2 separate regions of the Mus musculus genome follow, and region 1 is linked to region 2. The links are chromatin contacts, called in public promoter capture Hi-C maps. All regions are on one chromosome and are shown on one strand. Each heading gives the region's core, a stretch centred on a gene start, on an enhancer-like site or on the middle of the called end of the contact. The rest is flanking DNA. Distances are from core to core; before and after follow the strand shown.

The links. Capture Hi-C pulls out chosen DNA fragments and counts their contacts.
Region 1: a contact with region 2 is called in a promoter capture Hi-C map of adipose tissue. The contact joins the promoter of Klk8 here to the promoter of Ceacam18 in region 2. A contact is called at or near these places in 12 of 39 promoter capture datasets (the 3T3-L1 cell line, 3T3-L1-derived adipocytes, cranial neural crest and 6 more), 1 of 115 datasets of contacts at active chromatin or transcription factors (embryonic stem cells) and 1 of 9 other capture datasets (adipose tissue).

What each region holds. Positions count from the first base shown.
Region 1 is chr7:43,795,219-43,799,033 of GRCm38.p6, forward strand. It overlaps Klk8 (kallikrein related-peptidase 8), which reads left to right and starts at 2,359. Exons shown (of 5, transcript NM_008940.3): 1 at 2,359-2,914; 2 at 3,406-3,565. The coding sequence starts at 2,845. Klk9 (kallikrein related-peptidase 9) reads left to right here. Exons shown (of 5, transcript NM_028660.3): 4 at 334-470; 5 at 773-1,538. The coding sequence ends at 925.
Region 2 is chr7:43,632,726-43,636,319 of GRCm38.p6, forward strand. It overlaps Ceacam18 (carcinoembryonic antigen-related cell adhesion molecule 18), which reads left to right and starts at 2,014. Exons shown (of 6, transcript NM_028236.1): 1 at 2,014-2,090. The coding sequence starts at 2,039.

The DNA.
Region 1 (3,815 bases), core at 1,109-3,608, 160 kb after region 2:
TGCATGGCCGCCTTGTAATTTGCCTCTGGCAGTGGGTTTCGCTTCAGGGATGTTTATCTCCCTCCCTGGTCTTTATTCACCCCACTCCTGTGACAGACAGACAGACAGACAGACCTTCCTGTTTCACTTCCCCCCCCCCTCTCTCTCTCCCTTTGGCCTTCTCTCCCCCTTAGCCATCTATTCTCCAGCCCTGGGTTGACTGTCTGGGATCTCATTTCTGAGTCTCAGCCTCATGACTCCGTGGGAGTCCCAAGGATGGAACAGCGTCAGGGAAGATTCTTAGGGGTGCTGCCTCAGATTCTGAGAACATCCTCCATCCTTCTCCCCCAACAGTACAGTATCCAATGACACTGCAGTGTGCCAACATTAGCATTCTGGACAACAAGCTCTGCCGCTGGGCATACCCGGGCCACATCTCTGAGAAGATGCTGTGCGCTGGCCTGTGGGAGGGTGGCCGAGGCTCTTGCCAGGTGAGCCATCCCCTGCAGGAGGGTGGAAGCACTTTTCTAGACCTCGGGGTAGGAGATGGCTGGAACCACAGACTCCAGGACCTAGGGATCCAGGCTGAGTACTAGGAGGTTCTGGGAGCCCAGGATGCTACATGGTGGGATGGGAGATGAGATCTGTGAGTTTTTATTCATGGAAATGAGGGAGGAGAGACTACAGACCAGGCCCTCCTGGGTGATGAATGGCAGAGGCTTTCTCAGGAGGAAGCTTCCGATGATTCTCATGAATAGACCCAGCTAACAGCTCTGTTCTTCACCATGCACAGGGTGACTCTGGGGGACCCCTGGTGTGCGAAGGAACCTTGGCAGGTATAGTGTCTGGAGGATCTGAGCCTTGTTCCAGACCCCGGAGACCCGCTGTCTACACTAACGTCTTTGACTACCTGGAGTGGATTGAAAGCACCATGGAAAAAAACTGAGTTCATGCTAAGATGGACAGACTGGAGAGGAAGACGGATGTAGAATGAGAGGATGCTGCAGGATTCCAGAGCCCCAGCTTCTCTGATGCGTGTCAAAGCACCCCCGCACGCCCCATGATGAAACTCCGCCCTCTCAGACTTCGGACCCTCAGACTTCACTCCTTAGTCTCCCCCGAAGACTCCTCCCACTTAGGTCATCTTCCCTCTTGGGGTCTGCTCCCAGGCAAAACAATTATAATAAAACCACGCCCCTTCAAAAAAAAAAAAAAAACCAACTGAGACACACCTCCTTTGCTCCTGGCCCATGCTACACCATTTTAATCACCATTCTCTGGAATAGCCCAACCCTCAGGATCACCGCCAAGAAATATCTTTCCCTAAATAGCTGCTGCAACCCTTCATATTTCACCCAATAGGATTTCTTCTCTGGACTCCATCCCATTTGTCCCCACTCCTAGTCACGCTAGGACTGCGCCTATTCTGCGCACGTGGACCTCAAACAGCTCTGGGTTCTGCTCCGAGTGTGTTTTGGGTCTGACTCTTGACATAGGATGATGGGAGCATTGATCTCTCTAGAGCCCCCAGGTGAATCAGAATAAACCATAGGAACGATCACTTCCTGTCGCCTGTAATGTGGGATACAGGGTGCGCACAGGTTGGGAGGAAAGGGTAAATGAACGAACCTGCTCCGGCCGAACCTCTGCAACCTTAACAACAAGCTTATTGCAGCACCTTGGGACTTCAGCCAGGGCTGGTCCCGCCGCCCTGGGAGGAAGGGGAAACCAGGTTACAGCGCCACCCTAACCTGCCTACCCAGATGCCCCGGGCTGGTTCCTGACCCGCCCTCAAAGTCCCCAACCAGAACACCGCCTTTCCCAATTTTCACAAAATTCAGTTTCAAGCCCATCCTTCATTAAGGACAGAGAACTTAATTCCAGCCCCCTGCTTCTTCAGACCCTGCAGAACACCCCAGTCCTTCTTCAGATTCAACCTCCACCCTCCAACTCCGAAGTCTAAATCAGAGCTCCTCCCTTAAATCCAGGGGTTCAGATGAGGTATTCAAACCCCAACTCACTTCCCTCGGACTCGGGGATTCAAGCTTTCACTTTTCTCCCTCAGACTCGGGTCCAGGCTTTGTTCCTTCTCTCTCAGACCAAGATATCCAAATACCAGCCCTCCTCCATCAGGCCCACGAGCCCAGGTTCCAGTTGCCTCCCTCCGACCCATCTCTTCCGTTCTACCCCGGGGGTCGGTGCACTGCCCCTCTAGTCCTCACCTCGGTTTCCGAGGCTCCAGTCCCTCCTCCTAAAGTCACTCCAGCCCGTGCCCCTCCTCGAGCGCTTGCGGGTTCAGCCGCACCGCAGCAAGGTGCGGGCAGAAGGCGGGGCCGTGGGCGGGGCTTCCTCGTTAAAAGGCTGCAAAATCTTGTACCCGACACACCGAAGGGAAGTCCGGGGGCCTCTTCCACCGAGTCCGAGTGACCCCGCCCCTTGCATTCTGGAAGGTGAGGCGCAGAGGTCCCCAGACACGGACCTCAGGCGCAGGGAGGTCCCCTTTCTCTGAGCCCAGGACCCTCCCACCCCCAGGCTCACATTCTTTCTCTCAGGATCTTCAAGCGGGTCTCTTAAGCTCCCTCTTCCCCAGGACGTTGGAGTCACAGCCTCAGATCTTTCTCTCCAATCTCACAAGTGGGCCAGAACTCCTTTATAATGTCTGGATCCCCAACAGCAAGCTCTCCCCCACACTAAAATTCGGGGATCTAGAGCTCTGCCCTAGCTTTCTCAGCCCCTAGCTCCATCCTCCAGCAAGACTCAAGACAGCTCCGGAAACACCTCCTTCCCCCAGTTCCCCAGACAACAAGATCTCAGGCTCCTCCCTCGGACTTCCTCTTAGTTCCACCCTCTTCCTCAGAGGCCACCATGGGACGCCCCCCACCCTGTGCAATCCAGCCGTGGATCCTTCTGCTTCTGTTCATGGGAGCGTGGGCAGGTGAGAGGAACAGGTCCCACCACCCAGGGCCTTCAGTGGGGTAGGGGTTACTGGACTCTGAGTGAGTTCCTTCTGACACGTGGGTGTGTGGGTGCCTGTGGTGGGCTTGGGGACCGGGGAGCTTTCTTGGTAGCGAGTAGAGATAGCAACTCAGTGGTGAGGAAGTGGGTTGAGTTTCCCATAGATGCATGGCTGCGGAAGAGATTCTTATTGCCTGTCAGACAAAGCTGAATTTGGTGTGGGGATGTCTAGAACTCGTGTAGACGTGCGTGGAAGCATGGTGAGGGCTGTGCCTAGTGTTGATTATTCTCAGGTCTCAGTGAACTTACATGTGGCCATGTTCCAATGGATGCTGGAAACTTATCTGTTGAAGGCATAAGAGACGGTCCGCAGAGGAACTGGCCTGTGTGTCCATTTGAACCCACAGTGGCTTTCCTGGCTGGGGCTCTGACATCGAGGGTGGCGACCCACCCTTCTCCTTCCTGATGCAGGGCTCACCAGAGCTCAGGGCTCCAAGATCCTGGAAGGTCGAGAGTGTATACCCCACTCCCAGCCTTGGCAGGCAGCCTTGTTCCAGGGCGAGAGACTGATCTGTGGGGGTGTCCTGGTTGGAGACAGATGGGTCCTCACGGCAGCCCACTGCAAAAAACAGTGAGTGAAGGGCTGGGCACATGTGGGTGGACCTGGAGGGAAGAGGCTCAGGGCTCTGTTTGAGGAAGAGGAGGAAGTTAAAACTTGGGTCTGAGGGAGGAGGGCTAAGGAGGACTGCTGGATCTGAGGCAGACAGGCTAGGGCCTGGACTCCTGGGCTTGGTGGAAGATGAATGGGTTCTGAGGGAGAAGGAGTGGAAAGAACCCCCAAGTACCCCCAACTTCCTTCTGGGTTCCAAGATCCACCCTCA
Region 2 (3,594 bases), core at 764-3,263:
GGAAGCATCACTTTCTCTACCACTCAATTAGACATCACTTTCAAACATGAGTGCTTCCTTCTACAACCTAACTTAACCTTCATTGTTTGGGATTAAAGGTGTGTGTACTAAGGGTGTGTCTGTTCCAGGCAGAGGGATTAAAAGTAGGTGCTAAGGGCGGAGCCACACCACAACTAGAAACAGGTGTTTTCAGTAAATAACACAATCTTGGGGTCCACAGTATGATCAAATATCCTGCAACAGCTCTACATCTCACACCCAGGATTAAAGCAAAAACATATAATATTTCTCTTTTTTTAAAGAAACCAAAATTCCAGAATTCTCACTACAGTGTGTGCCACCACACCAGGCTCTATTTTTTTTTAATGACCTGAATATTTGAGTTCCTCTAAAATATGTTGTATTCTTAACTTCCATGATGATGGCACTAAGAGGCGAGAGCCTCCAGAAGGTAGAATCTCAGTGTTGAATTAGTGTCCTTATGAAAGATTCCACTGAGAAGGTGCTCTCTTATGAGCCAGGAAGAGGAGTCTGTTGGTCCATGGTTCTGCACACCACAGGAGCAATGTCGTGGCTCTGCTTCATTCACTGCAGTGTAAACATCTGCCCTTGAGTTTGATGATGGTAGGTAAGAGATTGGCTCAGCTAATTTGGGACACCTGAGTGCAACAGTTAACTCTGTATGCCAGTGTGAACGTGTTTGGATGAAACATGTCTGGGTGTGACCATGAGAGTATTTCCAGATATCAGTGTTTGAATGGAAGACCTTGCCCTGGGGAGGATGGTGGTGTTTTTGTTCTTTTGATGAGAAACTATAGATATAGTTAGAGATGGTAACACATAGCTGTGATCCCCGAATCCAGGAAGTAGAAACAAGGTACTCACAAGTTTCAGGGTAGACAAGGCTATCATAGGAGATCCTGTCTCCATAATCTGTGCATGTGGCTCGGCAGTAGAGACAGACATCTACAGGTAAGTTACATCCAGTAGTTTTCCCTGCAGTTAAGGGTGCCGCCATGAGATACAGGCAGAAGTGTTGTGAGCCACTGTCAGAAAGTGTCCCTCACTCGGGGGTTCTTCCTGAGACTTCCTACTTCCTGCTCGGTGATGCGGGGACAAAGCATCAGCTGCCATCTTGGGTCAGGAGGTGGGAGACAGGAGCATCACAGAGTAAGAGGGTAGAGGAGCCTGGGAAATTGTCAAAATCACCTAGGACTTAACCCCACTAGACACACAGAGAGAGCACTGTCTGCTCCCTTCTTTTAAAGGGAGAAAACCCATCCTAAAGTGATTTATTGCCAGATGTGTCTCGTGTGTGTGTGCGGCTTCATGAAGTTTCACTTGAATGGAGTTAGTACAGGTCTTTAAAAATGACCCAGTGAAGAACATGAGGGAGTGTGTCATGGGGAATTATTCTGTAGAAAGAGCATAGTCATAAACCGAGACAAAGCAATTAAAAGATTAATCACAGCCCTGAACACGAATGCCAGCTAAAATGGAAAGGAGACATAGGTTAAAATGTAATGGTCTTTTGCTGTCAAACTCCTTGCCACCAAACCTGATGACCTGAGTTTAATCCCTAGGACCCACATACTCCTTCATATCCTCTAACCTTACACGTGTGTGTCACACACACACACACAAATGCTGTTTGTGGTTGGGAATATAGCTCAATGGTAGAGCCTTTGCCTAGCATGCAAAGTCCTGTGTTCAATCCCCAGTACTGGAGGAAAAAAATTAAACAACCAAAAGACACATGATGCTCTTGTCTTTGTAACTGCTTTTTAGTATTTCCCAGTTTTTGAAAACTAGCAAGAAGCTGGTGTTGTTTGTGTCATAGTCATAAAAACATTAATAGGTATAAAAATGAGATAAGCAAAAGCTGGAAGATGACATAGAGCTATAAAGATAAGACGTGCAGCCGTAGGTCTGCCCTCACTGCCGGGCAGAGTCCTTTCTAGGAGGAGCCACACGAAGAGGGGAGGGCAGGGCAGGGACATTGCAGAACCTGCCGAGCTCTGGAGGACCCAAGAAGTCCATGGACTTTTCTAGGCCTAGCTTTAGCCCCTGGAGGTGGCTCACCCTTGTGGGTAAGAGGGGAGAAAATCTGCTTTCTGAGCCTAGGGGGGAGGGGAGAAGCTCGGAAGGAGCAGGAAACAGATCTGTTGAGGCATAACTCAGAAGCTTTATGATGGAAGCAGCAGGAAGAGGGTTGGAGCCAGGTCCCTCACCAGGACTCTCATGAGCACATACATCTAGGGTATATCTCACACCCATAGAGACATAGACAGATGAGACACACAGACTCAGACATATGCATATAATACACACAACCACAGCAAGAACACACACACACAGAAACAGAGACAGATGAGACACACAGACTCAGACATATGCATACATACAACCACAGCAAGAACACACACACACACACACACACACACACACACACACACACACACACACACACACACATCTACCTGCCATGTAAAGTGGTAAACTTGGACCCCTACCTCCCTGCAACCACTTTGTGTTCCTTAGGCTTCCCCTAGCTATCTGGATTCTCTTCCTGTCCAGCCTGGGTCTCTTTCTAATCCCCTTCTTCTTCAGGACTCTTTATGCTCCCTGATACTCACAGCTACTGTGATGTGCTAGGAGGCACAGATACTGGTCTTGAATATGTCAGTGTTCGCCCTGCAGTATGGAGTGGGATCTCAGGTACCTTTACCTCCCCCATAGTCAAACCTCAGGCATTACAGAGTAGGGGATACCAGTTTGTGTCTAAGGTGGTGGCAAGTCCTACCCTATCCACATCCACTTCAATGAATTCATATCTGCAGACTGTGCCAGACAGTCTGAGAGGGGCTTCCCTGCATTTATTCCCCAGATAGTCATGAAAGCTATATACCCAGTGTTAACTGGCACAGCCAAGCCCTGCCTGCCTGGACCTCACAGGTCTGCCCTCAAACTAAATGTCTAAGTAGTCAAGGCTAGGGTAAGGGGATCCTACGATGCTAGGAAGCCCAGAAGAGACACCTGGCCCAGGCTGGTCAGGAGACATCAGAGCTAAGGATGAAGGAGAAATGAGTTCTCAGGTAGACTGCAAATGGGGAGAGTGGAGCAGAGATCTGTGTATGGAGATGGGGACCAGCATACACAGAAGGTTACGGAACTGAGGAAAGCAAGGTCACATCTTGTGTTTTATTGAGATGCACATGTCTATTGTGTGAAGGATGGATTGGGGAGGCCAGTAGCAAAGGGAAGTGGGTGGGGCTGAGAAGATAAGAAGAGAGTGGATAAGACAAGGACTTGGGACTGGGGGGAAATCAGTCCTCAACTGGAAACTCAATGTATTTTATTCTAGGTATATGTATGTGTGTGCTTGAGTGTATCTGTGTTCACCACATGTATGCATGTACCTGTGGGGGCCAGAAAAGGGCACCAAAGACCCCGGGGCTGGAGTTACAATTGTTGTAAGCCACCCACTCTGGTGCTGGGGGCCAAAGCCAGGTCCTCTGCCAGAGCAGTGAGTGCTCTTAACCACTAAGCCAGCTCTAGAGCCAGCTGTACTGGGACTTCTTCATTTACAGTATG